2 separate regions of the Mus musculus genome follow, and region 2 is linked to region 1. A link is a contact called in public promoter capture Hi-C data. All regions are on one chromosome and are shown on one strand. Each heading gives the region's core, a stretch centred on a gene start, on an enhancer-like site or on the middle of the called end of the contact. The rest is flanking DNA. Distances are from core to core; before and after follow the strand shown.

Region 1 (7,256 bases), core at 2,924-5,423:
AGAGACAGTGTGTGTGACAGAGAGAAATAGAGGCAGAGAGGGTATGCATGAGACATGGAGAGAGAAGCGATGTGTGAGACAGGCAGACAGACAGAAAGACAGAGGTGGTGGGTATTTGAGAAACAGAATAACATGGACAGAGACAGAGAGTATGTGTAATATAGAGACAGAGTCAGAGAGATGGGAAAATAGTGTATATTTGTGTGAGGCACGGAGAGTCAGACATTGGAAAAGACAGAGATAAGGAGATACAAAGGAGGTGCGTGTGACAGAGAGATAGTGTGCAGGACACAGAGACTGAGACAACCCTACTTCTGAAAGCACACACTTCAGACACAGAACCTGGAGAAATGGAGCTGGAGCTGGCCTGCAGCACCCTCCCTGAGGCCTAGCCCCCATCATCCCTGCAGAGGCCGTGCAAGCTCACAACCAAGAGGAGCAGTGAAGAGCTGCTGCCCAGCTGGGAAGCCTGTGAGGCACAACACTATGGCGACAAGAATCACGCTATACCTCAGGGATGACCAACAGCAATCTAATTGGACTTTCAGCATGCTCATTAGGAAGGAATCCACATCTGGCACTGTAGACCTAGCCCCCAACCCATGGAGGAGAACCAACTACCGAGCTTTCCCTAAACTAGCATAATTCTAACTGCATTCTAAATACTTATCCTAACACACTAAGGTAAGCTCTTGCCCCTCAACAATGCCTGCTTTGCATCAGACAGAGACCATTACAGACATCTGTATGCAGAGAACACCTGACCACGGGATGCCCAATCTAAACCGATACATCTACCATGCAACCTGCACACATGTGTAAGGCTCGGGGAATGTTGTGGAAGAAATGCACAAAAGACTGTAAGGGCCAGAGGACCAGGACATCTGCTGTGTGGGTGTCTTCTGCACATGACAGGGAAGCTGCCCACGTGAGACCTGCACAACCACACTAGTTGGTACCTGGTAAAGGAAAATCTCACAAGGCCTCATCCTTAGATGAACTACAGGCAATTAATAGCAGGTGAGAGTGGAAGAATCAGAACATGACAAAGTGGACAAGGAGAAGCCGACACGGCCTCAACCCTACACAAAGAACTACAGGCAACTAAGAAATCTGAGCGCAGCAGAGGTGGTCTTCCCCTGGGAAGAGCTCACCAACTAAGTAATTGCCAAACAGTAGCCCTGAAAACAGACATAGGAGTAACACTATACAGACTGAGCTGGTTATATTTAGGAGCATATATGTATATGCATATATGGATGCAATAACAATGAAAAGGAGGCCATTAATTTGGAAGATAGTATGGAAGGGTATATGAGAGGGTTTAGAGGGAAAGGGAAAATGTGATTATAAGCTCAGAAATGCAAAAGAGCTGGGTGTGGTATCGCACCCCTTTAATCCCAGCAGTTGGGAGGCAGAGGCAGGCAGATGTCTGAGTTTGAGGCCAGGCTGGTCTGCAGAGGGAATTCCAGGAAAGCCATGGCTACACAGAGGAAATCCTGTCTCAGAAATACAAAAAAGGAGAGAGAGAGAGAGAGAGAGAGAGAGAGAGAAAGAGAGAGAGAGAGAAAGAGAGAGAGAGAGGGAGAGAGAGAGAGAGAGAGGACAAACTAACAAGAAAGGGAGAACATAGAAATACAAAAGACAGTGTGTGTGTGTGTGTGTTTGTGTGTGTGTGTGTGTGTGTGTGTGTGTGTGTGTGTGTGTGTGTGTGTGTGTGTGTGACACAGACTGAGATCCAGAGACTGAGGGGATAGACAGACAGACAGACAGAGACAGGAAGTGTATAACAGAGATAAGCAAAGACAGAACGAAAGAGTGTGTGTGACATGCTCAGAGAGACAGAGTGTGAATGAGTATGTGTAGGACACAGAATGTGATAATATGTGTGAAACAGAGACAGAGTATGTGTGACAGAGACAAACAGAGAATAAGACACGGGGGTGAGAACGGAGAACGAGACATGGGGCATGTATGAGAGACGCCAAGAGAGACAGAGGTTTGTGTATCAGACACAGAGAGACCGACACGTGAATTGTGTGTGTGTACATGGAGACAGAGACACAGAGTATATGTCTGACACAAAGACAGAGTGTTTGCACGTCACAGAGACATAGACAAGAAAGAGAGACAGGGAGGGGGAAAGACAACATGTATGTGCTCAAGCTCTGTCCAGTGGAGAAGAGAGGCTCCTCCTGGCTGCCTTCAGACCAAGGTGCAGAACGCTCAGCTCCTTCTCCAGCACCAGGCCTGCCTGGATGCTGCCATGCTTCCCACCATGATGATAACAGACTGAACCTCTGAAACCATAAACCAGCCCCAATTAAATGTTTTCTTTGTTTCTTCACAGTGATAAAACCCTAACTAAGCCACTCAGTTTTAAAGTACTGTCTCACAAAGGCAAAGACCTATGTTTGATCTCAAGAAGCCACACTGTGCTACCTGCTTTTTATGTCAACTTGACATAGGTTAGAGTCACTGTGGAAGAGAGAGCCTCAGCTGAGAAAACACCCCACCAGATTGGCCAAAGGCAAGTCTGGAGTACATTTTCTTTCTTTCTTTTTCTTTTCTTCTCTTTTTTTTTTTTCCTTTTTTTTTTTGTACATTTTATTTAGTGGTTGACATGTGGTGTAACCCCTGAGGTGGTGGCCATGGGTACTAAAAGAAAGCAGCCTGAGCCAGGCGGTGGTGGCGCATGCCTTTAATCCCAGCACTTGGGAGGCAGAGGCAGGCGGATTTCTGAGTTCGAGGCCAGCCTGGTCTACAAAGTGAGTTCCAAGACAGCCAGGGCTATACAGAGAAACCCTATACAAAGAAAAGAAAGCAGCCTGAGAATGCCAGTAAGCAGCACTCCTGGGTGGCCACTGTGTCAGTTCCTGCCTCCAGGGTCTGTGTTCCTGTCCTGACTTCCCATCAGGACATTCCCGTCAGGACATACTGCATTCCAGACCGGGAAGTAAAACACTTACCTCCCCAAATGGCTTCTGGTGGTATTTCATCACAGCAATGGAAACCCTAACTAAAATACCATGTAAAACAGACGCTGGGCATGGCAGCCCAGAGGAGACAAAGACAAGAGGATCCCTGGGGCTTACAGACCAGCCCGCCTTGGGGAGCTCTGAACAGAGAGGTGTGCTTAGTCTGAGTCAAATAAGCTGTCCTGGATGAGAGGAGAGAGCAAGCCAAGAGAGGACACACCCTGACAGACACTTAGGAGCAAGGAAGAGAGTGGTTCCTTCAGAAGCTCTAGACCAAGAGCTTTTAAGACCATCAGGTTGGCTGCGCCCTCTCTGGTCAGGATTGGGCACTACGGACAGGCTTCAGTGGTAAAGCCTTCATTTACCATGTTCTAGACCAGGATCACAAAGTATTCATTTTAGAAGAACAACGACTGGAAGGAGGGCTCAGTCATTACTGTGATTGCTTTACCAACATAAAGAACTCAATTCAGTCCCCAAACCCCATGTAAGAAAACTCCTGGTGTGGGGGCACACGCTTGAAATTCCAGAACCACAGACAGGGTGCCCGGTTAAATCTCTCGGGCCTTCTAGACAGCCAGCCTCACCTACTTGAAGGGTTCAAAGCCAGTGGGAGACAGTGTCTCAAACAAGTTGGACAGAGACAGAGTAATGACCCCAGAAATTGACCTCTGACCACCAAATGCACTCATAAGCACACCTACGTATGTGCACTCACACCGACAAACCTAGGGAAAGTGTTTGGAAGTTCGAGTGTTGGAAATGGTAGTGTATATCTGTGGGAAAGCACTTATCTACCATATGCTAGGCCTGGGGGTCTATCCTAAAACCAGAAAAAAAAATTAATTTAAGAAAAAAAAAAAAAAGAGGAGGAGGAAGAGGAACGCGGAAGATGGTTCGGTCCAGGGTGTCCACAGTACCCATGTATACACATGTATACAGCAGGCTTGGTGGCACACATTTATAATCCTAGCACTGGGCAGAGCACAGGGGACCCTGCCACCTCCCCGCTTCCACACCCGCACTCCTCCCTGCAACTCCCTGGCCAGCCTGGCCTTCTAGCCAACTGGCGTTCGCCGCACCCGCTCTGTCTCCTCCACACCGCCAGGGGGTGTCAGCGAGCCAGGAAGCGTTCCATCGTTCATCTCTATGACCCCCGCCGCAGCCTAGATGACCCGGAAGACACTGAAGGGGCAGTGCTTCCAGGTGGGAGCGAGGTGACCCCGGCTACTAAAGAAGGGTAAGGCAGAGTAGCCATGGGGGCGCACCTGACCCGGCGCTATCTGTGGGATGCCTCGGTGGAGCCTGACCCCGAGAAGATACCCAGCTTCCCGCCGGACCTCGGCTTTCCGGAGCGCAAGGAGCGAGGTGAGCTCAGTGCGCAGGCGCGACCGCAGATCCCGCGGAACTCAGCTGCCTGCTTGCGGAGGGCCGGGTCGAGTCGGGAGGGCGACCTCCTTGAGTGTGGAGGCTGTGCGGGGATGGCTAAAGCAAAAGGCTGGGACGAGACAGCAGAGAACGGGAAGATGAGACTGCCCCGGTGCACTTCGTCCTGGGCACAGCGCGGAGCCTAGGACATGTTCTTTGCATCTCCATACATTGTCACTAGCATTTGGTTACGTACAATAATACAAGGTTGGGGGGCTGGAGCGATCATGCTCCTTGTCCTGTCTAGTGTGATGGTGCTGGGGGAGGAACCCAAGGCCTGTGTGTACTCGCAAGGTTCTCATTCTTCCTGTATAGGAAAATCAGAGTGACAGCTCTGGACAAAGTCCTAGTTTGGCACTTGGGATGCCCCAGGGTAGCAGAGAGCCACTGGCGCTGTCTTCAGGGAGCCCCCTGGACAAAGCAGCGTGTCCAAAAAGATCTGGGAAGCAAATTTAAGAGTGTAGAAGCACAGGCTAAAAGGGGTGTATATGAGATTGATGAAGCTGGTACCAGGGAGGGACAGAGCCCCACTTGTAAGCAGGGGAAAGACACAAATGACTTGCCTTACCAAAAGGTTGTAGTGTCGACTAGAAGATGGCTCCGTCAGTACTGAATCTGCAGAACATTTACCCACCTGACACCCTGCTTTGCCCATAGTCATTTTGAAAATACAGCACTCCCTGGCCGCCTCTCTTGCTTGGCTAATCCAAAACCCTGGTAAAACTCAGCTGGCCCTGCTGACCTGGTCTCCAAGTTGCTTCCTCACTCCAGACCCCCTTCTTATTTTTGAGTCAGACTAGTCTCTAACTCACAGTCCTTTCCCTTTGGCCTCGGGAGCACAGAGCTCATAGGCCCAGTGGTGCTCAGGGATGCTATAGCCTACATTGTTGCTTCTATAGTTCTTCACTGCCTCTTCATCTTAGGCAAGCTCTTGTGAGAAAGCAAGAGTAGCTCCTGCTCCCACACCCATGCATCTCCAAACTCCTTCCAAATGACTTGTCCCTAGCCTGGCGGAGTCCCCATTCCAGGTGAACCCCCCCCCACACACACACACACACCCCTTTATATCCTCCATCCACCCTCTACAATGAAAGGATCCTGCTCCCGAACCTCTCATCAGGCTCCTGTCCATGGTTTTGAAACACCCCCACAGGAACATCATGAGTTCCTGGGATGGATAGCAATCCTGTCTCAAAACCTAAGTATAAAAATCCCCGTTACTGAAGGGCTCCTCTCAAGGCTCCCAGCCAGCCCCAGCTCCACCTGTCATTCCCCACCTCTACCTTGCTCACCTCCACTTCCCTGCGCACTCTCACTGATTGTTCCTCGGCTCCCTTGACTGCCTTGAAGCTGCTGCCTCCTTTGTTCTGCCCTGGAGGCAGCTCACAACTGTGTGGTGTACACCAGTGCTGTCCACTTGATCTCCAAGGGGAGCCTTAACCTTGAACTTATAAATGACATTGCTGACTTTTGTTTTCTGAATTTTAGGGCTTTATTAGTGGTACATGTGTATGTGAGCACTCGTGTGCATTGACGGCCAGAAGTCTGCAGAGTGTCCTCCTGAAATCACATCCCCTTTCCTCCCCCAGGAGCCACCACCCCCTTCCACTGACACCTTAATTTTTAAGATAGGGTTTCACTCTGTAGCACAGGCTGGCCAACCTCTGAGTGTTGAGATCACAGGAGTAAGCCAACAAGCCCAGCCTGGGTTTTATTTTCCTTTTGAGACAGGATCTTGCTGTGTAGCACAGGCTAGTCTCAAAACTCTTACCTCAGGCTCCTGAGTGCCGAGATTGCTGGCTGTACCCCTCTGTCTTCAATGTCTGTCTTGTACTCTTTGAGTCTCAGCTCTGTCCTCCCCTTAAGCCTACCGTGCTCACCTTCCCAGTCACTGTCAAGGACAGCTCTACCTTTCCCTGAGCTTAGGTCAAAACCCGGAAGCAGGAAAGGTGCCTGCTGCCTCAAGGCTTTGGCCCCCTTCTACCTGAGATGTTCTTGCCCCAGGCATCTGCCCGACTCGGCCCTTGCCTCATGGCCCACTTTCCAGCACTTCCTAACTCTGGTTTTGGTTGGGTTTGGTTTGCCCTCTGCAGTCAGTAAGGCTGCCAGCCATTCAAAGACAGTGTGCTCAGCCTACTTTGTGTCCCTCTGAAGAGGGAGACCATCTATTTGCCTGGTTCCCTCCTACATTCCTGCAGCTTAGCAGGCAACAGTGTGCTAAAGGCTTGCTGCTGGCCTCTTGTGAACTGGAAATGAGAGGCCAGAGCTTGAGTTGCTAACCCGAGCTCCAGGGTGAGTAACTCTGGCAAGAGCCTGCCTGTGATTTGAGCCCTGGGCCTGGAGTACAGAGGTGCAGAGTGGAGGGACCAGGTTGGCCTCATCAGCCTACTGTAGCATCAACAGTCAGAAGTGCGGTCAAAGCTGTAAAGAAGCAGGTGGCTGCTGCTGGGCTCGGGAGCTCCAGAGAGAGAGCAACACAGAAGGCAGAGAAAGCCTATCTGGGTGACATGCAACCCTGCTGAGGCACGTCTGGGCACCAGGTGAGAAGCCCAAAAAAGGGGACAAGGACCTGAGACCATGTAAGAAAGGACGGTAGCTGGAAGCATAATGGGAGACAACAGCCCTGACAGGAATTGGATACCCCCACCCCACCCCACCCCAGAGGAAGGCCAGCAGGTGATTGGAGCATGCAGTGGCTGTGCAGGGCTAAGGTTTTCCCAAGGCCTCACACAAGCTACCACTGACTTAACTCCAACCGGTTTCTGTGTATTTTTTTAAGGTTCTTTTTGTTTTTAATGGTCTGAATAGACATTTGGACATAAGGGTTCAGGTGCCAGATAAGGGCAGAGA
Region 2 (7,256 bases), core at 1,737-4,236, 86 kb after region 1:
AAGCGACCACTGACCACTTCCCTGATTGGGCCTGGAGTAGAAGGGGGAGGTTTAGGAGTACCCAGCCTTTGAAGTAGCCAAGGCATGTAAAAATAAGCTTGTGTGTGTGTGTGTGTGTGTGTGTGTGTGTGTGTGTGTGTGTGTGTGTGTGTGTGTGTGTTTCTTTCTCAGATCCAAAGATAGCTCTGGGGTGGGTGTATGTACTCGATCAGCAGGGAGCCAAAGCCGTGAAGGGAAACTCTCACAACACATCCAACCCACACCGGAAACTGCCTTCAGTCAGAGAAGACACTTTGGACTTTTGACCAGAGTTGGGACTTTGAAGGCTAAGGGTCTTTTAGCGATGGACTAAATTGAGTTTTACAATGTGAGATGAGGGGGTCTGGGGGCCGCGGGTGGAATGTTACTCCTTAACGTGCTGTAGTTTGGTGTCATATTGGCAGCATAGTGGTGTCAGCTTACTGGGTTTAGAATCACTGTTGTACTTGGTGGACCCAGGGGGACCCCAAAGAAAAGGGGAAAGGAGGATTGTAGGAGCCAGAGAGGTCAAGGATACCATGAGAACACGGCCCACAGAATCAACTATGCAGGGTTCATGGAAACTGAAGTGACAAACATGGACCCTGTATGTGTCTGAGCTAGGTCTTCTGCATATGCCTGCGGCTGTGTAGCTTGGTGTTCTTGTAGGACTTCCAGCAGTGGGAGTGGGGCTGTGTCTGACGCTTTCGCCTGCACTTGGGACTCTTCCTCCCACTGGGTTGCCACGTTCAGCCGTATATAAGGGTATATACCACTCTTGCTGTATCTTCTTAGGCCATGTTCAGTGGATGTCCCTGGGAGGCCCGCCACACCTCCTGTTTTTAATAAGGAAACAAAGGAGGAGTGGATCTGTGGGAGAGGGGAGGTGGTGGGGAGGAATTGGGAGGAGTGGAGACAGAGGAAACTGTGTTGGGGTGTAATGTATAAAAGAAGAATCAAAGTTAAAAGAGAAGCACTGTTGCCTGTAGCAACACTGGGAGGACAGAACCGTTTAAGCCCTCTGACTTCAGACATGGAACGACAGGATTGGGAGCTTGTTCTGTTGGGTTTGGGTCTTGCTTAGGTCTAGTATTTCCCATAATGCCCCTTTCCTCCCTTTAGAAATAGTACAGAAGTTGTTCTTTGATTCTACAGAGGGTTACAGTTAAGAGAATGCCTTGAGTCTCAAAAGAGACTTTAGACTTTTACACCGTGTCAAGACTGTGGTAGACTATGGGGACTTTTGAATTGGACTGGATGCATTTTCATTATGATATGGCTACAAGCCTAAGGAGGGCAGAGAATGGGATGTGGTGCTCTGAATGATGATGACCCCCATAGTTTCATATACTTTAATATTTGGTTCCTCACTGCTGGGTGTGATGATGCATACCTTTAGTCCTAGTACTCTGGAGGCAAAGGTAGGTGGATCTCTGTGAGTTGGAGGCCAGCCTGATCTATAGAGTGAGTTCTAGAAAAGCCAAAGCTGTTACAGAGAGAAACCCTATCTCAACAAAGGAGGAGGAGGAGGAGGAAGAAGAAAAGGAAGGAAAGAAGAAACAGTATTTAAAAAAAAAGGTCTTCAGTTGATGGAACTGTTTTGGAAGGCTTAAGGAGGTGTGTCCTTGTTGGAGAAAGTATGTCACTGGCTTTGAGGTTTCAAAGATTCAAGTAATTTCCAGTCTCTCCTCTCTCTCTCTCTCTCTCTCTCCTCCCTCCCTCTCTCTCTGTTCCTCCCTCTTTCTCCCTCCCTTCTCTCTTCCTCACTCTCTGCGTGTGTATGTGTGTGTGTGGGGGGTTAAAAGGTAAGAAAGTGGGGGCTGGAGAGATGGCTCAGCAGTTAAGAGCACTGACTGCTTTTCTGAAGGTTCTGAGTTCAAATCCCAGCAACCACATGGTGGCTCACAACCGTCTGTAATGACATCTGATGCCCTCTTCTGAAGACAGCAACAGTGCGCTTAGATATAATAATAAATATAATATAAATCTTTTTTTAAAAAAAAGGTAAGAAAGTGGATGACAAAGTGTACGCACAGTAAACTCAGAGTTAGATGGAGATAAACTCATAAAAGGGAAGCAGGAGAAGTGACTTGAAGGTAGATTGTCAGCCTAGCATCCACCAGTAACAGTGCCTCAACCTTGAGCACTTGACCCAATAGCTGATCCTCCAAGAGGAGGAGGAACTGGGCCTACGTTCAACCTTAGAGCACCTAGAAGAACGAAGGAGAAGGGGGAGAAAGAGTCCATTGTCCCTGAGGGTAGAAGCCTGGACTGGTTGGTCACTAGCTTCGATTCCGTACAGTAGGTGCTCAATTGACAAGTCGAGTGTTCTACTGTTCTGATACGTTCCATAGAGTCTTACACAATTTTGCTTGCGAAGTGCTCTGCAGCTCTCTGTGCAGCTTCGGAGCCTTTGCACACCCTGTATCTAACATTGTGTATACTCCATCCTTGTGTCTATAGAGACAGGACCGAGCCTGGTACCAGGCAGGGGCACTTAAATATTGAAAGACTGAATGAATGCGCGATCGCCTTTGTCTATTGTGTAGAGTGGAAGAAGCGGAGACACGCGGGACCCTCCCTATTCACTGTGGTCCACCCTCTGGAATCAAAGCATCTTTCTGGGAGGGAAGAGGGGCTTGGGGCTGCCCTCCAGCCTCTCGCTGACCTCTCAAAAACCGCGCTTTCCTGGATACAGAACTCAGTCCTCCAAACCCGGTCATCTGACTCTCGCTGCCAGCTCCCCCGCCGTCTCCCAACCCTTGCAGCCTCACAATGGTTCAGCCCTTCCCTATTTAGAGCGAGTAAGGTTGGACCACTGCTCGCACAATGGGGGGAGCCCGAGGCGCGGCGGAGGGATCCCTCTGGAGCGTTCCGACGGGAGGCGCCCATTGGTCGCGAGTGCACACGGCCGTCGCTGATTAGTCCGCCCGGGACGCCGGCCCCGCCCAAGTCCCGGAGGCCCAGGGAGAAGCCGGGCGGAGTTTCGAGAGGACCGAGCAGGGCGCGCGCGGTGGCGGCGGCGCAGGTGAGTGTCCCCCGCCCGGGGGGCGGCCTCCAGGGCGTGGAGCCGTGGCGGTGGGGTGGAGCTGGCCGCGTCGGGACCCCAAACACGGACCCCTCCCCGCTGGCCGGGCCTCCCGTCCGCCTCTGCTCTCTGCTCCCAGGACGCTCCCTGTTGGTGGTGGGTCAGTGTTCCCGACCCTTCCCAGGCCTCTTCCCAAAGCTGGCTGGGGGGAACACCGAGACCCAGGTCGGGATAACAGTAACAACCGCAGCACTAGTTTAATGACTCCCCCTCGCAAGCCCGGATCGGTGTTTCCTCGTCCGGCGCTTATGCTGCACAGCTCAGTTGAATCAAAACACCCTCCTGGGAGGGGTTATTAACTTGTTTTAGAAGTGAGGCACTAGTGCCAGAGAGGTGGAGTAACTTACTCAAGGTCACACAGCTAGTAAATGACCCATGGGGCTTAGGGACCCGTATCCTTTGAGTCCAGAAACTAGTCCCAGAGATCAGCCCCTAGACTCACGCCCACCGCCACCCCCATATTCACTTCGGAGCCGCACCTGCTGGGTTTTGCTTTCCTCTCCTCGCCCACGGGTCACTAGACAGCTTCCAGGTTGCCCTCGTGTCCCTTCTCTGAGCTGGAGAGGCAAGGCCCAAATACCATGGGTCGTTTAACCCCATTTCCTTTCCACCTACCCTGTCCACTCTCCACTGTTAAAGGGATGACTGGAAGTATAGAGACTTGGTGTCTGGGGAGCGCGGGGGCTACAGGCGGCCAAGACCGGTCAAGCTGTGCATTCACGCCCCTCAGCCCCCGCCCCGGAAACACTGGAGAGATGAAACCTTCAGGATCCGGTTTTTCAAGAATGAATCAGAAGCTCCTGCCTTCCTCCCCGAAGCAATGCTGTGCCCGGGGTTAGGAGGGAGGGACGACCGGGGCAGGTGTGGTGTCCCCTAAGCCAGGCGTTATCTGAGCCCCTGGAACAACCCGTTTCCTGCTCCCCCCACTTGGCTTTTCTGTGACTGCGGGGGTTGCAGAGTTTCAGGCCCTTTTTGGGATGAGAGTGCTGGACTCCGGAAATCCATCCAACCCACTTCCCTTCAGCTCCTTGCAGACAGACTGGAGAGACGCACACACTTAGCTCTCTAGCAGTCATGTTGTGGGGGTTTGAACCACAGGCAGTCGGGGATGTAAGACATTCATTCTACAATTCAGCCCTTGTGGAACCCGACCGAGGTTTCACACGCTAGGCAGGTGCCCTACGCCTGAACTACACACCCATCACCTACAGATACTGAGCAGCCACTGTGCCTGACAGCATATTTTGCTTAGAGGACTCCAAACACGGGACAGAATTTCCTGCAGTCTGGTAGGGAACAGACAACCAGGTAACAGGCAGCCATTGTAGATCCTTGTAAGAAGTGCTGCGTGGTCTCAGCATCACTGGGCACCAGGGTCCTGGAAAACACACACACACACACACACACAAAACCTGGGCAGAGCAAAGCGTCCAATAGCGACACAAGTAATAAAGCTAGAGATGTGATTCACGGGAGTTTGCTATGCCTGGTACACAGGACATATCTATCTATCTATCTATCTTCCCTCCCTCCCTCCCTCCCTCCCTCCCTCCCTCCCTCCCTCCCTCCCTCCCTCCCTCCCTCCCTCCCTCCCTCCCTCCTTTCTTTCTTTCTTTCTTTCTTTCTTTCTTTCTTTCTTTCTTTCTTTCTTTCTTTCTTTCTTTCTTGTTTTCCCCTATACTGTGGGATCCCTTTGTCAGGTCAAATACATAATATGAATGTTACCATCTGGTTTACATTCTGAAATAGAGACGCAGGTGCTGGAGAACACATACTGGGAGTTTGATGCCCAGCACCCACGTGGTCCAGGCTCACAAGTGGTTCAGACAGACAGACATGCAGTCTCATTCGCATAAAAAAACAAAAAAACAAACTTAGAAACTAGAGACATAAAGATCAATAACTGCCGAGAGCTTGGAAGATGAGCTATGTTGTCAGGGTAGCATATAAGTTCATAGGCCTAAGTCCTGTAGACCATGGGAAACTCTTCAGTGGGCTGAGGCAAGCCAGCTGCCTGGAGAATTCTGGAAAAGGCCTTGCCAGGCGTAGGAACTGGGGTGCTCTTGGGCCAGGCGTAGGAACTGGGGTGCTCTTGGGCCAGGGAAGGGAGGATGTAAGGTTCTGGAGGCGTGGCTCAGCGGTACAGCCCCTGCCTAAAATCAGTCAGTGAGGCGTGGAGGAGGGGGCATGGCTCATCAGTAGAGTACCCACCCTCCTTGCAGATAAAAGGTACTAGTTTCCCTTGCAAATAATAACATTTCCTGAACTGATGAGCACTTCCACATCCCAGAAGTTACCCCGAGAAATGTGACTTCTGCCAGATTTTCAGATGCGGAAACTGGGGCCTCATGAAGTTAAGCAGCTTGGCTTTGTCTGTGCCACTGTTAAGTGGCAAGGGTGGGGCTTGCATCCAGGCCACCACACCACACCTCAGGGTCTTCAGTTCTAATTCTTGAGCCATTCATTTTCCTCAGAACAAAACCCATACAGAAGCCATGTAGACAGAGGAGGTAGCTCATGTGGTAGAGTGCTTGCTGGGCCAGCAGAATTTGACAGTCAGGACCCACATGGAAGTGCCAGGCATGGTGGCTTGCTGTTGTTACCCCAGCACTGGGGACATAAACAGGAAGATGTGTGGGGCTCATTGGCCAGCTGACCTAAGTGGAGGACTCAGTCCCAGGAGAGACCCTGTCTCAGACAAAGTAGGGCTGGGGATACGGGCTATAACTTAGTGCTAGAGTCTTTGCCTAGCATATGGGAGACTCTGAGTTGACTTCCCAGTGTAAATAGAGTGGGCACACTGGCGAGATGGCTCAGCAAAGTAAAGGCCCCTGCTGCCAAGCTGGGACCTGAGTTTGATCCTTGGGACCCACATGGTAGAGGAAAGCACTGACTCCTACAGTTTCTGCACTCACATTGTGGCAACACACGTGCACACAAGTGTGATTTTTGGTTTTTTGTTCTTGTTTTTTTCGTTTTTGTTTTTGTTTTGAGACAGGGTCTCACTGCGTAGTTCTGGTTGTCCAAGAACTTGCCGTGTTCTTGCTGTGTTAACCAACCTAGCCTCAGAGTGATCATTTTTTATGTGTGTGGATGGGTCACCAGCACTCATGCCTGTGCTCTCAAGAGGGCGTCAGATTCTCCCTGAAGCTGGAGTTAGAGACAGTTATGAGCTGCCATGTAGATGCTGAGATTCGAACCCAGGTCCTTTGGGAGACTAGGCAATGCTCTTGACCGCTGAACCAGCTTCAGTAAAATTTTTAAGCAAAGTAATGACTCTTGGAGAACAGTAGCCAAGGTCGGCCTCTAACCTCCAAATGTGCCTGCACATCCATGAATGAGCACATAGGGCCTGGAGACATGGCTCGGCCATTGAGAGTGCTTGAAGCTCTTCTCGGGAATCGGAATTTGGTTCCCAGCACCCATGGTGGGCAGAAGGTGAGATGGCTCGGTGGGTAAAGGCAGTTGCCGCCAAACTTGGTGACCTGAGTTTGACCTCCAGGACCAACATGGTGGAGGGAAAGAAGTAAGTCAGCTAAGTTGTTCTCTGAGGCGTGCACACATACACATCAGGTAGATAAGTGTAAACAAAATGCTTAAGTTGATGAAAAAGAAAACGGGTGGTGGTGCACGCCCTTAATCCCCGCAGATCTCTGAGTTCGAGGCCAGCCTGGTGTATAAAGCTCGAGTCCCAGAACAGCCTACACAGAGAAACCCTGTCTCGAAACCAAAAACAAAGTAACAGAGAGTTAACAGGCAATTCACAAAAAAGCCAATCAAGAACATTAAAGATGTATAAGAAGGCATCGGGCACTATTGATTATCCCAGAGTACAAAAGCAAATGGACAGAGAGTAGTCGCAGCGCCCCCTGCCAGGCAATGTGCTGCCAGCAAGATAAGGGTCAGGAGCAGGGCGTGTGATCTGGGGAGATGGCCTGTGCTGCTCTGTGCAGCCAGTGTTCCCCATACTGAGGGGCAGACATTAGTGACAGAGCTCTCCCTTAGCAGTGGACAAAGACATAAAATACCCATCCCAGCTGAAGGGTAAGGGAGGGTGCGGGCAGCTAGCTCTGGCCTAACTATCTGAGCAGCAGCATGGAAGAGGCCCCAGCGGCTAAGGAAGAGCAGGCCACGTGGGCATAAATGACAG

What was found. Capture Hi-C pulls out chosen DNA fragments and counts their contacts.
Region 2: a promoter capture Hi-C map of adipose tissue shows a contact between it and region 1. The contact joins the promoter of Gipc1 here to the promoter of Ndufb7 in region 1. A contact is called at or near these places in 3 of 39 promoter capture datasets (embryonic stem cells, liver and pre-B cells), 6 of 484 Hi-C or Micro-C datasets (the C2C12 cell line, embryonic stem cells, muscle stem cells and 2 more), 3 of 115 datasets of contacts at active chromatin or transcription factors (all in embryonic stem cells) and 3 of 9 other capture datasets (adipose tissue, liver and pancreatic islet).

Annotation. Positions count from the first base shown.
Region 1 is chr8:83,562,585-83,569,840 of GRCm38.p6, forward strand. It overlaps Ndufb7 (NADH:ubiquinone oxidoreductase subunit B7), which reads left to right and starts at 4,174. Exons shown (of 3, transcript NM_025843.3): 1 at 4,174-4,346. The coding sequence starts at 4,235.
Region 2 is chr8:83,649,692-83,656,947 of GRCm38.p6, forward strand. It overlaps Gipc1 (GIPC PDZ domain containing family, member 1), which reads left to right and starts at 2,987. Exons shown (of 7, transcript NM_018771.3): 1 at 2,987-3,046.